2 separate regions of the Mus musculus genome follow, and region 2 is linked to region 1. A link is a contact called in public Hi-C data. All regions are on one chromosome and are shown on one strand. Each heading gives the region's core, a stretch centred on a gene start, on an enhancer-like site or on the middle of the called end of the contact. The rest is flanking DNA. Distances are from core to core; before and after follow the strand shown. Region 1 has its middle 18 kb from the start of Mir3095. Region 2 has its middle 59 kb from the start of Lpar1.

Region 1 (6,760 bases), core at 2,168-4,667:
AGTGTCTCTCTATCTGTGATCTCGATTTTCCTTATCCATTTCTGTGGTGCATGCTGACTTCACCGCTCCTTTCCTGTTAGGCTATGAACAGTGATGCCCAAAACTTCTGATGGTAATTTGCCAGTACTAATATATCCACAGTCTGATAAACTACAAGTCCATGTATGGGTACCAAGGGGGAAGGGAGATACAACTAACTTTTTCCAACAAAGGCAGGTGGGAACCTTAAACTAGCCAAGGCAGGGCAAACTCAACTCTCATTGGCTGAAAAACCTTTTAAGGATGAAATTTTGTAGCCAAAGTTCTGTGTGTACCCAAGAATGTTCCAAGAATGTAACACTATCACAATTACCAAATTTAAAAGATAAAGAAGACAGGAATGATCGAAGAGATATATTTCTAGAAGTCCTGTGGTGAAATGCTTAGAGAGCCACATAGGGAAAAAAATGTAAACATGGTTCCTTAAGGCACCTCTGAGTATGAGTCTGGCTGCCTCCTCCAGCTTCAGCAGACCATGAAAAGGAAGAGACAACATTATATCTCTTGGATCTTAGAGGGACTAAGGGGGCTTATTTTGTCTGAAGGTGCAAAAGAAATCAAAGAAATGATCCAGAGGTGATGTGAGAGTAGCCAAACTTGAAGAATTGGGCTGAAAGCTTCTCTGTGGGTTAAAAGAGGGCTGCAGACCTTCCAGGTTGGTGGTGAAATCCGGTAATGGTTGGCTTGACTCATCTCACTGAGGCTGAAATGGAGCACAATGCTTTGGAGAGATAATATATATATATATTCAGTGTAATTTAAGAAATGCAAGTAGTACATTTCTTTGAGCTCACAGAGGTTTGCATCAAAAGGACTCACTGAGTCCTCAGCAGAAATTGTTTAAAGAAAATTAGTTATAATAACATCAAATTTTAATGTATTTTAACACCTTTTAAGGTGTTCTTAAAGATGGTGCCCTTGTTGCTATTCTATTGCTATGATGAAACACCATGACTGAGCCAACATTTAAAAGAAAGCATTTAATTGAGGGCTTGCTTACAGTCTCAGAGAATTAGTTCATGACCACTGTGGTAGAGAGGTGGGAGGCGGGCATGCAGACATGGCGCTGGGACAGTAGCTGAGAGCTCACATCGAATCTGCAAGTTGCAGGCAGGAAGGGAGTAGATTGGGCACGGTGTGAGTTTCTGAAACCTCAAAGCCTAGCCTAGTGACAACCCTTCTCCAGCAAGGTCACACCTACTCTAATAAGGCCACACCTCCTCCCAGTCCTCCTAAACAGTTCCACTAACTGGGGAGCAAGCATTCAAACACACAAGCCTGTTAGAGCCATTCTCATTCAAACCACCAGATAGCCATGTATTCTCTGTACCTTGATCAGGTATGCTCTAGCCAAAATCTCATCCAAGTATGGGGAAGTGGGCATGAAATTCCACTCCTAGCTGAGAAGTTATCAGCGGTTAATAGATGCTGGAAGGGGGAGAGTCAGTTTTCTTTAAAAGCCTGGTTCTAGCCGATACTTAACCATGCTCCTGGGGATGACCACACACCCAAGACTATAAGAGCAACACAAATGAGAACTGATGAGTTTTTAAAACAACAAGCAAGCAAAAAGCAAGGACATAAAGTTGGTTGGGTAGGGAAGAGAGTAAGGGATCTGGGAGAAGTCCGGGGCTAGAAGAGAGTAGGATCAAAATACATTGTATAACGTCTCAAAGAATTACAGAAAGAAAAATGGGGACATCAAATAAAACTAACTAGAAAGAATATTTTAAGCTTTAACATTCCTAGTGAAATAGAATACATAATGCAGAAACTTAGACTCTCTCCCAAGGAAACAATGCACTGTCAAAATGGGATACGTCATTCTGCTTTTCTCAATAGACAGCAGGAATTCTAAGACACAATCAACATGCCCAGCCTAACAAAAATGCAAATAGCTCTCCCTAACCATGTGACTGCCTGGGAGGATGGATACCAATAGAGAGAGTCATGATTTCTGAAGTCCAGAATAAAGTTGATATGCCAATGGTCCTGATTACCCTTTTTTATCAACGCATAAATACCTAGGCTGAAGATGATCGAGGCATGTCCCTTTTTTGGTTTTTCCAGACAGGGTTTCTCTGTGTAGCCCTGGCTGTCCTGGAACTCACTTTGTAGACCAGGCTGGCCTTGAACTCAGAAATCCACCTGCCTCTGCCTCCCAAGTGCTGGGATTAAAGGTGTGCGCCACCACCACCCAGCTCGAGGCATATCATAAGGTTTCTTTAAAAAAAATTATTGTTCAAAACTATACACTCAGTGGAAAACATCCATGAAAGAGGAAAGATGAAACATGTGTCGCACATTCAAATTGTCACAAAGTATAACTTCATGGGCTGGTAGGGGTAAATCATTTAGGGGAACCAAAAAAAAAAAAATTCCTTTCTAAAGAGACAACTGAAAGGGAAGATGAGATTTGAGATTTTAAAAGGAACACTGTACCAACGTCACCAACTGGCAGTGAAGTTATCTCGGAGCTCCCTGGCATATGTGAGCAAAGATTTCCATGTGAAATTAAACTGGGAAATAAGGATCAGGGAATAAATAGGCAAATTATTTTAATGAATGAAGAACAGTGGGGAAGGGGGGGTGGAAAGAAAGTCAATTGGTGAATTGGTAGCAAAATTACCAAATTTGAGACAGGAAAAACACATAGATTTACATGGACAGATGTTGAAATGTTTCTGAAAGCCATCTCTTTAAATACACAAAACTTCAAAGTAACTGGACAAATAATTTCAAGATGTCAAATTAGAAGGAAGAAAGGGAGTCACACATGCGTAATAAAGAGAAACAAAGAGTCAACCAAGTAACCATAGCATGCAAAGCCTTGCGGGGTGACAGGAAAAAGGAAACAAGTTTCTTCTGTTTGTAACACAAGTTCCCCAAGGAACGAGAAATTAAAAGTGGGCAAGCCAACGAGAAGGAGCCTCAGAAGTGCTGATGCTTAAACCAAACAAATAAGGGGGGAAAGGTTGAATAAGGGCATATTCTACCATTCACAGAACCTAAAAAAAAAAATCCATACATTCATAAATAAGTTGCTTCAAATTAAAATTTAAAAAAAAAGCCACGATCAACCTATAGAAATAGACAAAGGCTATGCAAAGAAAAGACAATGGACAATGTCTGAAAGAAAAAAAGTCACCAGTGTCATCAAAAGAAACTAAAAGTAAAAGTGAGAAATAAATATATGCCAATTTGGCAACAATCAAAGAATTGCTTTCTGATTAGTACGAAGGAAGGGGGAGCACTGACTTTCGCAGAACTGGAAATTCCGAAGGGCAGCCAAAAACACTAGCATGTCACTTCTGCTCTGATACACTGCTATAAACTAACGCAGTAAGCCAGGGTTGTACTCTGTGACTGGTATTTCCCCCAAACTGATATCTGCTCATTACTGGCACACATGCTTCTGTGTGGATAAGGAAACCAAAGAATGTCAGACTGAGAAAAAAGGAGGAACTGCTGTCAGCGGCAGATGGTGAGATTCTCCACACGAAGGAAGATCCTGAGGAGCGGAATCTGATGTTATTACTGGCCAACATTTTCTGTTTTTAATTATCCCTTAATTTTTATTTACATAATGGTAATTTCTTCTGGATGTTGATTGTTGCCATGTGGAGTCCTGCTCGGATGCCCTGTAGTCCAGACACTGTGATGTGATCTAAAACAGGTCTCAGTGGATTCTAGTTCTTGACCAAAAATTATGTGAATTCACTCATTTCAACTGAGGCCAGATTATTTCTGTTAGAGGGAAATTCCTGTAGTTCCTACTCTCTAGTGCAGTGCCTGTCGATTCCCAAGCCGAATTTCTTAATAATCTGATTAATTCTGAAAAAAACTTCAAATTTCCTTTTAATTAGCTTCTCATTTAACTTTGCCAAGGTAAGATTTTACTACTGCAAAACAACAAAAGTAGAAACAACAAAAAATAAAACCCTAACTGATGTTCCAAGATGACAAATTACAAATTTTGCTTAAATATTTTTATTTTTTATTTCACATAAGTGCAGTACCAGCAGAGGCCAAAGAGGATATCAACTCCCCTAGAGCTTGAGTTTCAATGGTTTGGGGCACCCCAGGTGGGTGCTGGGAAATGAACTCTCGTCTTATGGAAGAGCAGTGTATGCTCTTAACCACTGAGCCAGCTCTTCCGTCCTTTGTTTCTGGTTTTGTTTTTTATTTTAAGGATGCTTAAGATGATTATTAATCATAAACAAATGTATAAAAGAATGTTTTTCTAATATTAATAATTAGCAAAATATAATAAAAGAAATATTCTATTCATGTTTTCTTTAAAATTTAATATATTTTAATTAATATATTATATCACTTCTCCTTTTCTCCCTCCAACCCTCCCCATGTCATCTCCGCTCTCAATTTCTTGATTATTTTTCTTTATTATATTGTTCCACGTACACAGGTATATATATATGTATGTGTGTGTGTGTGTGTGTGTGTGTGTGTGTGTGTGTGTGTGTGTGTTCATCCTTATAATGACTTGATAAACCCTTGGTGTTCATCTCTATCAAGACTCCATCGATGGCTGGAGAGATGGGTGGGTAATGTGCTCCCAAGTGCACAAGCACAGGAAACTGAGTTCAACCCTAAGAACCTATGTAAAAATCCTGAGTGTGGTGGTACCCACTTGTAATCCCAACATTGCTAGGGTGGAGCCAGGGGGATTCACTAGTCACTAGTACCAACTTAAACTATCTGCTTGGTTCCTGGCCAAGGAGGGATGATTCTGTCCTGCAAACAAAGTACGTGGTATCTTGAGTTCTGATAACGAGGACATCCTCTGATTTCCATGGTGTATCCACACTCAGGAATGTGGATATGTGTATATGTATACACCCTGCTGAATCTGTTTTTGCAGTTTGTGTGTATATGGCTTCAGAGCTAGTCCTTCTACCTTGGACAGGCAATGCAGGGGCTCAACCCCGAGAGAAGCCAATTCTTCCTCTCCCAGCAGTCATTCGTTGCCTGTAGTTCTTTGTCTAGAGTTAGGACTTTATGGGATTTTCCTCCGTCAACATTAACATTCTCTTGCCATTGCCATTATTTTGATTCTGGTTTATGCTACCTTTTCTAAGAGGCAACCACACAGCAGATATTCTGGAATTCTGGCTCTGATAACCTCTTCTGAGATGTTCCCAGAGCTATAAGAGCTGTGCTGCAGAAATGTCCCTTTGGGCTGGGCTCCCTGGCGTCCATTGATCTCTGCTTGGTGTCTAGCTGTGTTTTTCTGTTGATGGTTTCCATTTGCTGTAGAGAGAAGCTTCTTTGATGAGGGGTGGGAGCTATCCTTCTTATCTGTGTTATATGGATAAGATTTAGACTATAGTTAGGAATTAGGCTGGTCTAAGCACGGTGGCAATACCAACTACTCTTCTAAGGTCCATGGGCTCAACTAGGTTTCTAGTAACAGGCAAAAATTCCTTCCTGTCAAGTGGGTCCTAAGTCCAACTAGACAGCTGCTATCGGGTGCTACCAGCATGAGTGCCATTTGTTATATCTTTGTCTAGCCATGCTGGTCATTGTTGTAGTTCATAGGTGTCATAGCTGGGTAGGACTATTAATTACTTCCTTCCCCTGGTAGCTGTTAATAAAATATAAAGCACATAGATTTAACATATGAATGAATGGTTAGGAGCAACACTAAAAATGCTACAATGTAACTGGAAGACTTAAAAGTTGTAAAGGCAAACATATACTAAGTACCTGAATGTTAAGCCACTTTAAAATTATTTCTCTACAGATTCTGATTCATAGATTCCTCTTTAAACTCCTTCCTACCCACAAATGTTAGTCTTCCTCCAAGTGTGTCCTCAGCTTTCCCCATCCTGTCCATTCCGCAGGCTTCCTTGAGCAACGGGAAACACACCCGTGTTTCTCGAGTCATCTGTTTGCCAGTGAATTGCTGGTCATCTTCTCTGACACTGTTCTTCCAAGCAAGATCAATGACCTAGTATAAGATGTCCTTGCCTTTCTTAGATAGACAGAGACTAAGTCCACAGCTAAACTTCTGTCCTTCCCCTACTCTTACCCCAAATCTGTTTTTCTATGAAAGTTCCCTTCTGAGTAAGTGACCCCAGAAGAAACCAGAAGAAAGTGTTTCCCGAACCAAGTCCTTTTCCTGCGTCACCCATGGCCTCCCACCACTGCTTGGCTCCGTCTTACCTCTTGTATCTACACTGTTTTATCCACCTCCTCAGCCCCATTGGCCAAGCTAACTTTACTCCCCTCCCCAGACACATCAGTGGCATTCTGTTGCTCCCCCTTATCCATCCACACCCCCATTTACACCATGACACAGTCAGCAGTCTTTAAAACTGCATATCTCATCATTTCCTTCCCAGTCTTGAAACCCTTCAGCAGCTCATTCCTTAGAATACGGAGAAAGTTCTTTAGAATAAATTACAGGGTTTGTCTTGATGCAGTTCCTGACAATTATCCCAAATGCTTTTCATGTTCCATATATATAATCTTGTAGGTCTTTACGTGTAGGCCTTTAATCTTACACGTGACATTCCATCAGCTTTCCTGCACACCCAAGTTTACCTGGATCATTCCTACTTAATCTCCAGCTCCAGAGTTTAAACTTACCTTCTCAGAAAAGTCTTATTTACAACACAAACTCATTCTTGCAAAACTGTCCCACATAGCACTTCCTCTTCTCATGGCTGTCTTCCATAAGCTCTGTAAAGAAGGTACT
Region 2 (6,966 bases), core at 3,440-5,939, 190 kb after region 1:
TAATGTACTTACGTTTAGGTCTTTGACTTTGTTCTGTTGGTCCACATGTCTGTTTTTGTGGCAGAACCATATTGTTCTTATTGCTATGTCTCTGTAACATAGTTTAAGATCTGGAATAGAAATCCTTCCAGCATTGCTCTCTTTGTTCAGGACTGGTGTGGCCATCAGGGTTTTCTATGGTTCTGTGTGAATTTTAGGATATAATTTTCTATTTCTTTGAAAACTTAGGTGGAGATTTTGATTGGAATTTCATTGACTCTATAAATAGCTTTTGCTAAATTCTCATCTTCACAGTATTAATTCTACCAACCAATGAAAATGAGATGTCTTTCCATTCTCAGGGTCTTTCTCTTGTTCTTCAAGGTTTCAAGTTTTCATTCTAGAGGTTCTTTACTGGAGAGATGGCTCAGGGTTTAAGGGCACTGGCTGCTCTTCCAGAGGTCCTGAGTTCAATTCCCAGAAACCACAAGGTGACTCATAACCATCTATAATGTGCAGGTGTACATACAGATAGAGTACTCATATACATAAAATAAATAAATATTCAAAGAAAGGCCATACAGAGACTGCCCTACCTGGGGATCCATCCCCTATACAGTTGCCAAGCCTAAATGCTATTATGAATGCAGGGAAGTGCTTGCTGAAGGGAGCCTGATATGACTGTCTCCTGAGAGGCTCTGCCAGAACTTGACAAATACAGAGGTGGATGCTCACAACCAACCATTGGACTGAGCATGGAGTCCCCGATGGAGGAGTTGGAGAAGGGACTGAAGGAGCTGATGGTGTTTGCAGCCCCTTGGGAGGTACAACAGTGTCAACTGGCCAGTGATCTGTCAACTGACCCAGAGATCCTGGGGACTGGACCACCAACCAAAGAGTACACATGGAGCGATTCATGGCTCCGGCCGCACATGTGGCAGAGGATGGCCTTGTTGGACAACAGTGGGAGGAGCTGTCCTTGATCCTGTGGGGGTTCCATGCCCAAGTGTAAGTAAATGCCAAGGCAAGATGATAGGAGTGGGTGGGTGGGTGAGCACCCTCATAGAGGTAGGGGAAGGAGAAATGGGATAGGGGGGTTCTGGAGGGAAGACCTGGAAAGTGGATAACACTTGAAATGTAAATGAAGAAAATATCCAATAAAAGAAAAAGAAAAAAACTTTTTGAGAATGTGTGAGTAGGAATGTACCCATGTTCTCTTTATCTCTTTGTCTGCATCTTTGCCAGTGTTGTACAGAAAAGCTATCTGTGTAAGTTGATTCTATATCTTGCCACACTGATGAATTTGTTTATCATTTCTAAAATGTTTCAATTATAACACCTGGAACTGTAATGTACAGTATCGTGTTGCCTGCCAACAGGAATAGTTTGGATTCTTCTTTTCCTACTTGTCTCACTTCAATTTCCTTCCCTTGCTTTATTGCTTCAGCTAGCAAGTTTAGCACAACATTGAAAAGAAGGGGAGTGGGACATCTCTGTATCATTCCTGACCTCATGGAATTGTTTCAAGCTCCTTTTTTTCCATTTTTGTTGCATGTGACGCCTATAAAGGCTCACCAACAAGTCTACGTAAACATGAGCTAAACAAAGACAAAACTATAAACATGCGGAAAGTGGATAGGGAAGACCATGTAGGCCCAACCATGCATAAGAAACTACAGGCAACTAAGAATAATGGGTGCAGGAGAAATAGTCTAACTCGAGGGAAGAGCACACCAACTGGTTATTCAATTCCAAATGGTCAGTTCTGGAAACATACACAAAAGTAACATTATACAGATACGCAGGTTATATTCAGGAATATATATGAACGTGTGTGTGTGTGTGTGTGTGTGTGCATGTGCGCGCACGCGTGAATATGTGTGTGTGTGTGTGATAAAGACAAAATAAAGAGCCCATGAATTTGAAAGACATCAAGAACCAAGGAAGGGTTTGGAAGGAGGAAAGCTTTCAGAAGGGGGAAGTTGTGAAATTCTATCATCTCAAAAGTAAAAGAAATAATTAAAAATGCTTTTTCAGGAATCCTGGTGGTAGCTGGCAGAGTCACCTCCAGAGAGTGACACGCAGACTTGGCTCCCCCCTTCCCACCCCCCCCACCCCCACCCCCCACGGCCCTCCCTCTTGCTGGGCTCGCCATGGTCTCCCTTGCTCCCTGAGATCCCTAAGCGCTGAGGAGTGGCCCGGGGGAGGAGGCCTTGGGCGATGGGGCACGGAGAGGGAGGGCGGGCGGGCAGAGGGGGCACCGCGGATCTCTATATGGCCACGGCTCTGTCGGGTCTGGCTGTCCGGCTGTAGCGCTCCGCCTAATCCTATGGGGTCTTCTGCAAGGGGCTGACCCGCACGCTGCTCATCTTCTTTGACTTGGCTTGGCGGCTGCGCATCAACTTTCCCTACCTCTACATCGTGGCTTCCATGATGCTCAACGTCCGTCTGCAGGTTCACACTGAGATCCACTGAAGTCCATCCTTGACTGATAGGCCTCACCTCGACTCACTGCATCAGAGGGCACAGACCATGAAAGCTGGGAGAGGGACCCTGGGTGTCTGCCTGGCCAAGCAGTCACAAGGAGGTGACCCGGACAAACTAGCATGTGGCCTTAAGAAAAGAAGTCAGAAGAGGAACCCCAGCCCATCAGTTGTGCCTTCTTGGACAGACCAGCCTGTAGTCTGCTGATAGATAGCCATGGAAAGTCACGGGCCATGGCAGCAGCAGCCTCAGAAATGAAGCATGATCAGAGCAAGGCCAGCCTCCTGCATCATGGTGGCTTCAAAGTGCTTCAGACTCTGAAGGGATCAGTGGGGAGAAGCTCAGCTCTAGCAGCCTCCCTCGGCAAGGCTGTGGCTCTGCCCCCTGCTCCTTCAGAAGAACAACTAGCCGGGATGTCCCGCGGCATCGGGGATGCACTAGGAAGTGACTGGCCAGGAAGAGAGCCCAGAGCCACGGACAACCATGGACAGTACCTCAAAGGAGAGTCCTGGGTGGCCAGGCCATCCAAAACTGAGGGAAGTGGGATTCCTAAGAGGTGAACCACTAAGTGCTGTCCCCAAGGGGCTAGGCACCTGGTCAGAACTGTCTCACTGATACTCTGAGCTGTGCCATCTGCCGTATGCTTACCCCTATTATAAAGTTCTCCCAGAAGACGAGCTGAGATGTGTGTCCCTTGACCGTTTCAATCCCGTGCTTTCAGAGGAAACAGTAGAAGATGAGAAAACTCTCAAGTACTTCAGATGGTCCGCAGATAGTCATGGGGTCACTGGCTCTGCAATCTTCCAGATTAGCAAGTCTCTGATGCCATAGTTAAGGTTCAAGCAGAACAATAAAAATAGCAGATTAATTTTAAAGGTTGTCTTACAGTTTCTTTTGCATTAAGTCTGGCGTATGCTGCAGCCGTTCAGTTCCTGTTGTTTCCTGTGAACCAGACGCACCTCAGTGGTTGATGCAGAAGGACGTCTTCGAGCATGTTTTCAATCGTTTCGGAAAGACACTCAGAACTGGGAAACCCCCTCCCCCCGCGAAAATGATTGATCTGCTCAGTATAAGATGAGACAGGAACCTTTATCACAGAGTTCTAAATCATGGAGACACATCCTCAAGGGCTAGTGTCCGGGTGCCGCCTGCCTCAGCTCACCTCTGGCCATCTGATGGAAGTGGAGGCCTTTAGGCTACGCCCTCCACTCCTTGTAAGCCTTGCTTCGGTCATGAAGAGTCTTGCTTGCCATTTCTGCACTGTACTGACTCGGTGACCTGCAGCCAGAGGTCCCTTCTCACATGTCCCCCTCCTTCCGCCTGAGTTGCAGTTTTTAATGGAGGCACTTTGGAGAAGTTGCAATATTAAATTTAGGATAATTTAAAATTACAGAAGAGTTTGAGAACACAGATGGCAAATGAAGCAATGAAGCGTTTTCCTTTACACCAGCCCAGGACTTGTGATTTCTTTTACATTAAGATTTTTTTTTCCCAAAGTGACTTTCCCTTTGTGGTTTGTTGGTAACTTTAATAAAGGTCATTTAAAGAGTAGACATTTTAAAGCCTCCCTACCCAAGACAGAGTTAAAAACAGCCATGGGAGAGTTGGGGGACCTGACTGCATATGTCATTTATATTGTGTCCTAAATTACTATGCCATGGGCTATTTTAGTGTTTTGGGAAAATAATAAAATCTGTTCTTTAGCATTAAAACAAAACAAAAAAATGCTTTTTCAGAGAATAGTTTTAGATTCAGAGCAATAATTAGAGGAAGGCACAGGTATGTCTTATATACTCCCAATCCCATACATGCCTGGCCTCCAAGGTGATCAAAACCCCATGTGAGTGATTTATTACAAGTGATGAGCCTACGATGGCCCATAAGGACACACAGCTCATAGTATTCTCTAGACAAGAAGATAATGCCATGCATCTACCTTTACAGGACAGCTGAAGAAGAACTACAGAAGGTCATTGCTTTAGACTAATTCCCACACTAGAATTGAGGCACCAAGCTGAAAACTAAGCTACCTACTGACTAGAAATCAGTGTTCCAGATAACAGCCTAAGGCCCTATCAGGTGGGTTTCAGTTGGTTCGATAAGGAAGTTTCCTCTGCACTTAATGCTTACAACAAAAGATGTAATCTGAGGTGGACTGGACGGGGATTGTTCTAGTAGGTCTCACTGTCCCCATAGCTTAGGGGAAGTGACTTTGAAATGGCCAGCCCACTTCTGGTTTTTATCTACTCTTCTGATTGCCTAATAATTGTTACTTTCATTTTCTATTTTCTTCCAATCCTTCTTCATTTACAAAGAGCTGGGTATTTTTTTCTACTGAGCTCATTGGAATCACGATTCTATGTTACTAAAGTACTGCTTGATTCTATAATTTAAAAATGAAGTGATTTAAAGTCATTAAGCCAACTTGTTATAAATCTGCCCTCTGATGATGCTATTTTTAGACCAAGTTTTTTACTTTATAAATACAAAACATTGTCATTGCCCTTTAATTCCTCTGTGTTTTGATATTAATTTTATTATGACAACGTCACTTGTGCAGCCTATATCTCAGTGGATGGAGGGGTTATCTGTTTCTAAGCTGCTCACCTCGGGGTTCATCCTTAGGGTCTTAAGGAGATTTACGTTGTTATGAAAAGAACTCCCAGGTAGGGACTTGTCAAGAAAAGCTACAGCTTGCTAATGATTTGCCAAAGGACAGCTTCTGAGAGATTAGAGCCAGTAAGGCAGGAAAAGCAGACCCCAGGCTCCAGCGATTGGAGGAGCTCCAGGCACCTCTCCGGGCCCCAACAGGTTTAGTCAAACGTATCTGGTCTTTAAAATGAGGACTAAGTGTACAAAGTCTCATTCACATCTAATTGTCAGTAGCTTCACTTAGCTGATAAAGTCCTAGGAAGTGGCAAAGGGATTAATGTCTCTATACAAAGCTCAGAGCCCTTGTTGTAAATTCCCTTTCCTTAGAACTATTAGCCCAACTATGCTCATTATCAAAAAAAGAAAAACAAGACAAAGGTGGGTCTTCCTGATGTGACACTTAGTCATCAACACATGAAACAACCTCAGACCACAGAAGGAAAAATTCCTTTCCTTAATCAAGTTCCACCAAGGTGGAAACCTAAGTGCAGCCCTTTTGTGAGTTTAAAGCCTCTAAATTCACAACGCCCTGGATTTACCTCTTCATTCAGGAAGTAATTGGTTTTTAAGGAAAGCGTTAACACCCAGAGGTGGGTCACAGCACCTTTTGAGCTGGAGACCTCAGTCTGTGTCCTGTTTTACCTACTTGTATTCATCCGAGCCTTGCCTTTCTCTCCATCCTTGCCTAGGGTGCTTCTCTTTAATGCCAGTCCATAGACTTTGGCCAAAGGCTGCTGCTATCAAGGGCATACAGGGCAGGAGTTCTAGTCCTCATCTTAACTCTCATGATCTCAGCAATCCTACGTACATCTCTTCTCAGGCCCTCTACCCCTGTGAGACTCCTGGATGCCAGCTTATGGCTCCTGTGACATACAGACACCCTTGTGTGGGATTTCCACGCTCTTCACTTAGCTGTTCATTTCCTGACATCATGAAATGCCGCCCTCAGTTCTGGGCTGTGTTCCCACCAATCTTCGTTACCTTGCACACAGATGCCAATCATGGAATTCTCTATGTGTCAGCCTATCACACTGTCTGTATTTCCCGGTGGTCAGATTCCAGGCTGCAAGTGAGAGCCCCACCCCCCACCCCAGTTCACATCATCCCAGCAGGTGTTCCCAAAGGCAGTGAGCTGACTTTAGGAGGGGACTTGCAATGAGTGTAGAACCACAACATGACATCCGCAAAGTCTGGTAAAGCAGGCTATAATTAATTGTGTGGGCTCTTAAGGAAATGAAATCCCAGCAGGCTCCTGGTTCCCCTCTTAATTAGCTTCGTCCATTCCCTCAGGAATGTGTTCCTTCCCTATAAACTTCCTTTTGTCTGGACTCACAGGTGTTAAGTAAATACCTGCAACAGCTTTTGGAAGCTTTTGCAACCCACAGAGACAGGGCCCTGGTGGCTCCTGCTAATGCCAACTCTAGCGGTTGTCGCACACTTTGTGGATTTGACAGAACCAGGGCACAGAGAACTGCTATCAATGTGCCTTTGCTCTACCAAGTCTAGGAGGGGCAAGCGTTTGCTTATTTTACATCTTTGACTTTTCATCCCATGATCTCAAGGCATTCTGACATGAGGGCCAAACTGAAATATTAATCCTGGTTTTGACAACTGAAATTCTTTATCAAGTAGAACCAATGTTAATTCCATAACTGTTATAGCTCTCACCAGTGGGTTAACGTGAACTTCATATAATCAGAGTATTTCACCCCAAACTGCCGACCCACAAGGTGTCTCCGCTTCTATTCACACAGCTTCTCCCTCCCCAGAACCTCACTGAGTTGAAGACTCTATTAGTCCTGATCTCCATCCTCACTTTTTAAAAGAAGAAAATGGAGACAGTTAATAGTT

Evidence for each region. Hi-C and Micro-C count contacts between places; a contact is called where the count stands out from the background.
Region 2: a contact with region 1 is called in a Hi-C map of bone marrow-derived macrophages, with 2.4 times the contacts expected there. The contact joins two enhancer-like sites. A contact is called at or near these places in 1 of 39 promoter capture datasets (embryonic stem cells), 4 of 15 datasets of contacts at CTCF or cohesin (embryonic stem cells, large pre-B cells and pro-B cells), 63 of 484 Hi-C or Micro-C datasets (B cells, the BV-2 cell line, the C10 cell line and 17 more), 11 of 115 datasets of contacts at active chromatin or transcription factors (bone marrow-derived dendritic cells, embryonic stem cells, expanded potential stem cells and 2 more) and 1 of 9 other capture datasets (embryonic stem cells).

What each region holds. Positions count from the first base shown.
Region 1 is chr4:58,419,989-58,426,748 of GRCm38.p6, forward strand. No RefSeq gene overlaps it. Among named protein-coding and RNA genes, the nearest start is that of Mir3095, 18 kb to the right of the region's middle. Within about 2 kb of position 3,418, at least 31 of the 459 cell types and tissues checked have an H3K27ac peak or open chromatin away from gene starts, as enhancers often do. A contact at or near this core is called in bone marrow-derived macrophages, granulocyte-monocyte progenitors and macrophages, where this site is marked.
Region 2 is chr4:58,608,547-58,615,512 of GRCm38.p6, forward strand. It overlaps the pseudogene Gm12579. Among named protein-coding and RNA genes, the nearest start is that of Lpar1, 59 kb to the left of the region's middle. Within about 2 kb of position 4,690, at least 28 of the 459 cell types and tissues checked have an H3K27ac peak or open chromatin away from gene starts, as enhancers often do. A contact at or near this core is called in bone marrow-derived macrophages, granulocyte-monocyte progenitors and macrophages, where this site is marked.